3 separate regions of the Sus scrofa genome follow, and all the other regions are linked to region 3. The links are chromatin contacts, called in public HiChIP or PLAC-seq and promoter capture Hi-C maps. All regions are on one chromosome and are shown on one strand. Each heading gives the region's core, a stretch centred on a gene start, on an enhancer-like site or on the middle of the called end of the contact. The rest is flanking DNA. Distances are from core to core; before and after follow the strand shown. Region 1 holds the start of TARS (threonine--tRNA ligase, cytoplasmic). Region 2 holds the start of ZFR (zinc finger RNA-binding protein). Region 3 holds the start of BRIX1 (BRX1, biogenesis of ribosomes).

The links. Promoter capture Hi-C pulls out the DNA fragments that hold promoters and counts their contacts. HiChIP or PLAC-seq counts read pairs in DNA pulled down with a chosen protein or histone mark.
Region 1: an H3K27ac HiChIP or PLAC-seq map of alveolar macrophages shows a contact between it and region 3. The contact joins the promoter of TARS here to the promoter of BRIX1 in region 3. A contact is called at or near these places in 1 of 5 promoter capture datasets (liver), 11 of 47 Hi-C or Micro-C datasets (blood, embryonic fibroblasts, fetal skeletal muscle and 5 more) and 2 of 2 datasets of contacts at active chromatin or transcription factors (alveolar macrophages and skeletal muscle).
Region 2: a promoter capture Hi-C map of liver shows a contact between it and region 3, with 2.8 times the contacts expected there. The contact joins the promoter of ZFR here to the promoter of BRIX1 in region 3. A contact is called at or near these places in 1 of 5 promoter capture datasets (liver) and 1 of 2 datasets of contacts at active chromatin or transcription factors (skeletal muscle).

The regions. Positions count from the first base shown.
Region 1 is chr16:19,453,718-19,456,668 of Sscrofa11.1, reverse strand. TARS (threonine--tRNA ligase, cytoplasmic) reads right to left here and starts at 1,375. Exons shown (of 20, transcript XM_021076644.1): 1 at 1,162-1,375. The coding sequence starts at 1,218.
Region 2 is chr16:18,654,607-18,657,683 of Sscrofa11.1, reverse strand. ZFR (zinc finger RNA-binding protein) reads left to right here and starts at 1,343. Exons shown (of 20, transcript XM_021076978.1): 1 at 1,343-1,496; 2 at 1,790-1,889. The coding sequence starts at 1,460. It overlaps LOC110257314 (a long non-coding RNA gene), which reads left to right and starts at 1,951. Exons shown (of 2, transcript XR_002339766.1): 1 at 1,951-3,077.
Region 3 is chr16:20,510,958-20,514,085 of Sscrofa11.1, reverse strand. BRIX1 (BRX1, biogenesis of ribosomes) reads right to left here and starts at 1,805. Exons shown (of 10, transcript NM_001244824.1): 1 at 1,612-1,805. The coding sequence starts at 1,785. RAD1 (cell cycle checkpoint protein RAD1) reads left to right here and starts at 1,914. Exons shown (of 8, transcript XR_308376.3): 1 at 1,914-2,048; 2 at 2,504-2,768.

The sequences.
Region 1 (2,951 bases), core at 126-2,625, 1.1 Mb after region 3:
CTCGCTCAGTGGGTTAAGGATCCTACGTTGCCTGCAAGCTGTGGTGTAGGCTGCAGGGGTGGCTTGGATCTGGCATGGCTGTGGCTGTGGCAGGGGCCGGCAGGTACAGCTCTGATTATACCCCTAGCCTGGGAACCTCCATGTGCTGCGGGTGCAGCCCTAAAAAGACAAAAAAAAAAAAAAAAATTAAAAAAAATACTATAGGATTAGCCATATCAGGTAAAAAGAAGGGGAAAAATTAATTGCAGGTCTGTCAGTGAAAATTTAAAATGGAAAGATAATTAAATAATTCTATTTTCCTGATTAAATGTTTTTGATTTTGATCCTATGGGTATTTGCTAAAAGAACAGAAGTAATGGAAAAGGAGAGAATTAACACCAAGGCTTTTATGTCTTCAAAATACCTCTCCATTTTACAAATGAGAATAGTGGCTGAAAGAAAGTAGATAATTCCCCATGTGTGCACAGCCGTTAAGTAGAACAGCCCAGGGACATTAAAATGGTACACAGAACAGACTGAGGATGTTCCTGATACTAAAGGGAAAGTTCAGAGCTGAAATGTTGAGCTTTTGCGAATGGGCTAAGTATTGCCTCCAGCACCAAGCAGGGAAGTGTGTAACTTCTCTAGAGTTTGTCAGCTGCGGTCACCCAGCCTCCATCACTTATTATAAACCACCCAAAGCTTGAGCAAGTTGGACCAGGTCTCGGTGACTAGGCTTTCCCTTCCTTAAACTGGGGATCTTACCCCTACGCGGTTTTAGAATTAAACGAGGCCCTGCAACATTCTTCCCAACTATGGTGAGCGAAAGACAGGAGTCTAGGAGTCTGTCCGGAGCCCTAGACTCTAATTCTGTCTTCGGCTTCTAGTTAGTTGTGTGACTCAAAGCAAGACACTCAAGATCTCAGTTTCTTCATATACAAAAGAGAATGGACCCTGAAAAGACCTGCAAGGCCTCGCTCTACTGTATGAATTTGAGTTTCCTCGCCAAAGGAGGCCCTGACTTACTCAGGAGCTCCATTGCCCCTCTCGGACTCCTCCACCCCCCTACACCGCACCCCCTACACGACCGGGGCCACTTCCTCCACCCCTGGCTCCCCGGTAAAGCAACGTGGGTACCGGGAGAGCCCAGCCCAACCTCCAGGCTCTACTCTGCCCACTCACCGGCTTCTCCTCGCCTCCCATCTTTCCTGAAGGACTGTGGGCTTTCTCCTCAGACATCGGCAAATCACCCCAAAGAAAAAAAAAAAAAAATCCAAAACGATAGGCTGCACAGGAGAGTGGACGACAGATAGAATTGGGCTTGAACGCCCGGAAATCCTCTGCTTGCGCCACTCGTGCCAGCTGATGCAATAGGAAAGCGCCCAAACTCCGCCTCCTAACTTGACGGGAGAAGCGGCAGCCAATCGACAAGGGGGAATGGCGGGCCCTCCTTTCTCTAAACCAATGAAAAAGCTTGTCGGGCTATAGTCCTTCTAAGAAATCAGAGTGAGGCAGGGGCAGGAGAAGAAACTGCAGACGTTAAACCCGCAGGCCTGCTTTTCCCAGGGTACCCGGCTTTTCCCAGATCCTAGAAGTCCGCAGTGCGCCTGCGCCTTCTTCTGGGTGACTCGGTGACTCGACCTATTATTCTAGGGCCTTTTCGGCCACCGTAGCGAGAGAGAGGAGCTAAGTTTAAGTTTCCGGGAAGTCTCGGCCACCTGAATATCATCCCTGCCGCTGGGGCCGGACTCCGGAAGAGTGGCCAGCGTTCCCTGCAGCTTCGGCGTCGCCTGACCTGGCCTGACTGCTGAGTTCTGGAGACTTCTCAGGGATCCCAAGTCTGTGGCAGTGAATCGAGTGAACCCTCCTCACTGCAATTCAGGATTCCCAAGACCCAGGCCTTGGTGATCCAGGAACGAGCGCCTTTGCTCGGAAGTTCATTAGTACATGTCACCGCCTACCTATATTGCATCAGAAAGCATTGAACATGCAGTGAAACTTTCAATTAAGGAAATAACCACTCCGACTCCACGGATTCTCCCGTAGAGGTCTCAGTGTTTCGAATCTCCTGGTCTACTTTCATTTATTTTACCAGCCAATTGAAAACCGTTACTAATTTGAAATCAGAAGTGCAGTGAGTTCGTCTATAGTTTATGACCATCACCAACTTACTCCATCACCAGGTTTTATAGATTTTACTTTATAAATATCAGTCCTTGACAACTTGACACCTTCAGGGTCGTCCTTCCGTGAAGATCAATAACCAATAGCCTCCTGACCCGACTTTCTGCATTCATTTTTCACATGGCACCAGAATACAATACAAATATGATCATGACAACCTCTTGCTTAAAACTCTTCTTCAAGGGACTTTCAGTATAAAAATAGCCAAAGCTTTGAAGGCCTCTGACTGCCCAACTTTTTCACTTCACCATGCAGTGAACGAGTGATCTTACTGTTTCTCAGGTGTGCTCCCACAGGTTTTTTTTGTACCTGCAGAGTTTATTCTCCCCATCCTTATCTCTTCCTGCTCCACATGCTTTTTGCCTACTTTGCACCTATGTTAGCTCTCAAGAATTGTTGTCTTAGGGGAACCATTTCTTGACCCTTACTGAATGGAGCAAGTCTCCCTGTTAGATCTTCCTGCAGCTGTCTTTATAGCACCTATCAGTTCAGTTTTACGATTATAAAGTTACTGATTGAAAGCTTCTCTAAAGCACAACTTGTGTATTTTTGCCAGCATCTAGCAGATATAAGCCTGGCATACAGTTAACATTCAATACGTGTTGAGGGAATTAATGCGTGTTGAGATAATCCTTGCTTGAAAAACTAACTTTGTTAATAAGAGTAGATTATTGGTAGTACTTTGTGGGTGTTTAAGAAGTTCCAAGAGTTATGCGCAATTTTATAGGCTTAAATAAACCAATCTGACTTTCCATACTTAGAGTAGGAATCAATAGGATCTTACCTTC
Region 2 (3,077 bases), core at 94-2,593, 1.9 Mb after region 3:
CTTGCATGGGAGAGAATATCATTCCATTCCTACAATAAAAGATTTGGCACTCTTTCTTTTTTGTCTTTTCAGGGAGGCACCCGCAGCATGTGGAAGTTCCCAGGCTAGGGGTCCAATCAGAGTTGCAGCTTCCAGCCTACACCACAGCCACAGCAACGTGGGATCCAAGCTTCATCTGCAATCTACACCACAGTTCACTGCGAGGCTGGATCCCTAACCCACTGAGCAAGGCTAGGGAGCCAACCCGCGTCCTCATAGATACTAGCTCAGCCACATGCTGAGCCACAACAGGAACTCCAGAAAGATTTGGCACTCTCATGAAGGACTTCCATGATCCAGACTCCTTGTCCTCAACTCCATCAGACCAATTTCCTTGCTGCTCTTGAGCACCCCTGCCTTAGGACCCTCCATTTTGCTGTCTTTCCCCCAACCATTGACCAGATTTCTTCCTTCGCTTCCTTCAGGGTTCTACTTGATGGCTGTCCTAACCACATTCCACATAAAATAGCATCTTCCTCACTCTCTATCTTCTTTACCCTGCTTTATTCTTAAAGCTTCAATCACCAACGACATACTCATTATTTATTTGGCTATTGTCTAAATCTCCTCTCCCTACCCCAGAAGGTAAATTCGGTGTCAAGAGGGACTTTATTTTGCTCACTGCTCCATCTCCAGTACCCAGAACAGGGTCCCATGCTTAGGGGGCTCCATACTTTAGGAATGGGTGCCAGCCGGAGAAAAAAGGACGGAAGAGATGTGGTTGGGAGGGGTGTCCAACGCAAGAGCACACTTGCCTTTCTTTTCCTCTTTTTCTACTCCACATCTTATTTACTTATTTGTTTCATTGTTTTTTGGCCGCACATGGCGTTCCTGGAGGAGGGGTCGGATAAAAGCCGCGACCTAAGCCATCCTTTAAACTCCCTACACCAGCCGGGGATCGACCCTGCGTACTCGCGCTGCAGAGACACCAACGATCCCGATTTGCCACAGCGGGAACTCCTCCTTCCCCATTTTAAAGGCTAAGGACAAGAAGCGGGAATACGAGAAATAAGGAAGGATCCAAATTAGTTCAGCTCAAATCCTGATGATGGAAAGTTCATGGGAAGACCGAAAGGTGGAGAACAAATGCGCACGTAAAAGTGAAAGAAGTTTAAAGTAAGAGGGAAAGACTGGTAGACGTCACTCTCTCCGGTCACTCTCCCGGATTACCCCAAGGCTGGCCCACAGGGAGGCTCGCCTTCGTCTTTCACCGCGGGCACTCAGCCAGCCTAGGCTGAGGCCCGGCTAGCGCCCGCGGAGCCGCGAAGGCTTTAGGGACTACAGCTCCCAGAGTGCCGTGCGCGGGAGCGCCTGCGCAGTGCGGGGGGAGGCGGCGGTCTGTTCTCCGCTGAGGAGGAGCGGGGCAGAGGAGGGAGGCAGCGGGTGAGAGTTCAGAGTTCAGCAGCAGCAGCCCGAGCCCATGATTCCCATATGCCCTGTAGTTTCTTTCACCTATGGTGAGTATAATGTGCCCCGCCGGGGTCCCCGGCCGGCCCCTTCCCCGGCTCCGGGCGGCGGGGAGGCGCGGGGGTTGGGGCAGGCTCCGGGGAGGAGGCGGCGGCCGCCACCGGGGCGTGTGAGTGAGTGAGGGAGTGCGAGGCGGGAGGGGGAGGCGGCGCGGCCGCGGCCCGGCCCGGCGAGGGCGGCTTCTCACGGCGCCTCTCTCTCTCTCCCCTTCCCTCCCTCGGCGTCTCTGCCCCTCCGCGCCTCTCCTCCCGCCATGGGACCCGACTCTCCGTGCCCGCCGCAGTGCCCAGCCGGCTGGGGGAAGATGCCAAAATGGCGACCGGCAACTACTTTGGATTCACCCACAGCGGGGCGGCGGCGGCGGCGGCTGCGGCCCAGTATAGGTAACGGCTCCCCGCCCTCTCCCTTCTCTTCCCCTGTTCGCCCCTCCGCCCGGATCCCGCCGACACGACGCCCCCGCGCCCGCCCCGCCCGCCGACCCCGAGCCCCGGCCCGCGGCAGGCCAGCTCCGCGGTCTCTCCCGGCCGGCGGCGGCGGCAGCCCCGGTGGGGCGGGAGGGAGAGAGGGCCGAGGCTGCGGGCCCCGAAGGGCCGCCCGGGCCTTCGGCGGCCCCGCAGCTAAAATGGCCTCCCGCGGCCTCGGAGCCGAGCCGCCTCCCCCGCCCGGCGGGCAGCGGGAGGGAGCCGAGACCGCGGCCCCCCAGTCCCCGCCCCCGCCGGGCCGGTCCCCACCTCCGGGCCCCCACCCGCTGGGGGACGGAGAGGGTGGGCGAGGGAGCCTCGGGAAGAGTGCGAGTCGCACCGCCCGCCGGCCGCCTCCGCGCCGCCTCCCGCGCACCGGTCCTTGCCCGGTGCACGGGCCCCCGAGCCCAGATAACGTGTTGTTTTCTCGGGTACTTTCTCCTCCGTTCCGTGGCGTCCCTCGCTAACAAACTGCGGGTGTCACCTCATTCATTTGGTTCCTTTAGTTTTCCCTCCAAGGAGAGAGGTAAACGTACCAACCACCTGTGAATTGGGTGGTTGGTAGACTGGAAAAGATGTGTGAAGTTTCTAGTGCTGATAAATGAGTCCACAGCCTTGTTCTAGGTATTGCGTTTAGGCTCCAGGTGGGCCAATAATTCCCCTTGACGCGTCTTTCCCCTCTGGGGAAAAGAAAAGTGCAAGGGAGGTGCTGAGTTAGTGAGATGCATCATCTGAAATCTCTACCTTAAGGGAAGCTTTAATTTCTGAAGTGTCTATTTCGCTGTATATCTTAACAAGAGTAAGAAAAACACTAGATTGTGTTGTTATTGTTACTTTTGAGTCAGTCTGGGACAGTCTCTTTAGACTCAGGCCTTAAGCGTACTGTGATCAGTTTTTTATATCGAGAGATTATTATATTAGATATCTGTGTGTACCAGGTAAATTAGCTATTGGTCAAACCCAGATAGTTTTATCTCCTTCACTTGGGGTGGCAAGCTATCCAATGGAAATGGTTATCATTGGGAACCTGAAGACCTGGGTTCCAGTCTTTCTCCTCCTGATTTTATGATTTTGAGGACATCTCTTATTTGGACTTTCATTTTTCTCATC
Region 3 (3,128 bases), core at 556-3,055:
ATCTGGTAAATTACCTTGCTATTTATTTTTCTGATGATGTCACCATCACTTCAATCCCCCACACTTTGAATCTTCCACTTTCCTTTATTCTCTCATATCATAAGCACTAGTAAATGCTGTCAACTTCTGTTAGCAACAACTCTTAATCATCTTCTACTGATACTGCCTTCACTCAGATTCTTAAAATCTCACATCATTTCCTCATCTCCTTAATGCTAGTCTTCCCATCCAGGAGCTCCTCCAGTAGATATGGCAGACTAGCACCTGCTTAACTTTTTCTACCTGACTATTGTCCCAAATCAACCTTACACCCTAGCCAACTTGGCTGTATTTTTTAAACTTTCAGCACTTTGTATACTTCAACGTCTTTGATCAGTTTCTCCCTCTCTCTTCCCCTTTCCGCCTCTCCCTTGCATTGCTCCTTCCCCTTTCTGAAAATCAGAATTTTGCTCTTACCTTAGGATCTAGCTCAAAGGCTAAATCAAATCCTTCATAATCCCTAACCTGTTTATTCTAGAGCAATATTTATCTTCTTCATTTAAATAGAATTTTCATTTATAACTCAACTCATAGATCCTTATCGTATTTTTTCTAGCTCCTAAAAGAGAACGCTTAACATTTACTGAAAATCTAACAGAAGTCTGCTTATTTTTCATAAAAAGCAAATCATATTTTCTTCCTTTCAATTTGCAGGTGAGAAAAGAGCTCAAAACGTCCCTGTTAAGAGCAGGGCTACAATTCAAGCTCATCTTTCATTCCTCAAAGCTCACTCCTTTCCCAATGCTTGCCACCCCACCAAACCATTAAGGGTCATTTATTACTCGCTAGCGTGTCAAACAGAGATCTGGCAAAGCTGAAGGTCGACAGAGAAGTTTATGAAACAAATGTTAACTCTAGTCTCCACAATATTTGACCTGGCTTAAGGAGCTCTCAGTCGAATTAAAGTTAGCAGCAACTTGTGCTCACCTTGTTTTGAGCAAAAAACATATAAGTTCCTAGTTTCCTTCTAAACTGAAGTGGTCACATTCTAGTTTTGCAATCCCAAGGCAGGGGAAACCTAACTTCTCACCGTGCCCGGCACGTTAAAACTTCATGAATACAAGAAAAGCTCACGTTATCTTGTCTAGCTTTCATTACCCCGAGATCAAGCAAGTCAAATTCACAATCCCAAGAAAAGGAACTTTTTAAAGGGCCACATAACAAGCTTTAGGATTCCTAACTAACCATACCTAACTATGTCGGTATATGGAAGTATTACTCTAAGGGATACACTCAATAGCGAGGAATAACTTTAATTGGTAAAACTATTACTCTCCAACAACAACAACAATAGGGGAGTAAATGGAAGACTAAACGCTGGAATTAAGACCCTCAAAGTCGCTTCTCTGTGACCCTCTAAAAGCTCTGAAGCCCACCCAGGTGCTCAGCCCGCGCCTCCAGGAGGGCAGCCATGTGTCCAAGCTTTAGCTATAAACCTGGTAGCCAGTCCAGCTGGAAGGGCTGAAAACGACCTCCAGGAACACCTCAGAAACTCCGAAACCCGCAGAGCCATAATCAAATAGGTAGCCTCAGAGAAGGCGTGCGGAGCCGCGGCCGCAGAGCCCACTCTACCTTGCAAACCGGGCCCGGAATACGATTTCTATCTTCCTCCTCCGCTTCCTCTGCCACCTCGCTTGACTTAGCAGGCGGCTTGGCGTCTTTTTCGCTTCTTTTCAGCTTTTTCGCCGGACCAGCCGGGCCTCCACGCCGTTTCCTCTTGGTTGCCGCCATCTTGCTTCCCGCCATCTTGCTCCCCAGCTTCTCTCTGGGCCTTCCTTCCGGCTGCGCCGCTCGCTCCGCTTTCCCATCTCTATGGTCCCGGGGCTGGGCTCGGCAGTCCTCCAGCTCTAGGTGCCTCTTTCCGGTCTCTGTGGTACCGGATGCCAGACTCTCTAGGCTTTGTCTATCTCTGTGGTGACGGTGCTGACGGGGCTGGCGGGTCTGAAAAAGTGGCGGGAGCCGCTCCACTTCCTCCCCGGCTGCCAGGGAGCTGCGTCCCGACCCCAAAGGTGGGTTTGGGCGCTTGGCATATCGAGACTAGTAAACGGGTGCAGTCCCGCGGCGGGTTGGTGCGCCGCGTTGTCTGGGGCTTTTGGAGGATCCGAGGACCACCCCCACCCCTTGTCTGTTAGGGACGAGGTTGGCTGCGTGGACAGCTCAAAACCGACTCTTTGGTGATACGCAGCCTCATCTTGGCGTGGCGAAGCTGGCCCGAGTAGAATGATGTTGTTGTTGTTGGGTGTTTTCATCGTTCAGTTTTTCATGGTTACTGTCGTCTTACTGAAGACGAGGAAACCGTAGCTTAAAGAGATAATTTCCCCCAAAGTTAGACAGTTAAGTGGCAGAAGTGGGGTTCAATCCCTGGTCGGTCGAGTTCACCGTCCAGGCCTCTTCCACTTGGCTCAGCGCAGGTTGAGATCGCGGGCTTAGCCAGCATTGACGGGAGTTTGTCTGATCTCATCAGGTGTTCCGCGACCAGCGGGAGCAGGTGTTGGCATCAGGAGCCGCTCTCCGGGCGGAATGCGCAGTGAACCATGCCCCTCCTAACACAACAGATCCCAGATGAGAGTGATTACAGTTTAGTGGCCAGCCTCGACAACGTGAGGAATCTCTCCACTATCTTGAAGGCTATTCATTTCCGAGAACATGCCACCTGTTTCGCTACTAAAAATGGAATCAAGGTCACAGTGGAAAATGCAAAGTGTGTGCAAGCAAATGCTTTTATTCAGGTATGAAAGTAGTCACCTTTAAGCCTGGGACTTAGTGATATTCTTCACCCCAGACAATGAAGGTCTTAATTGATATCATTTAAGTTAAAGAGCAAAATATCATTACTTGAATTCTTTTTCTCTCCTGGTAACAAATTCTTCTGCAATCTTGTTTAACAGAGATAATGGTTAATAATAATAATAATGTCTAGAATATATTAAGCTAAACTATAGGCCGGGCACTCTTCTGAGCGTTTTATATGTTTAACTCATTTAATCCTCAGAGAATAGTCTTTGATGTAGGTTCTGTTATTATTCTCATTTTTACGTATGTGGAAACTGAGACACTGTTAAGTGATTTGTCAACAGTCCTACAGCTGG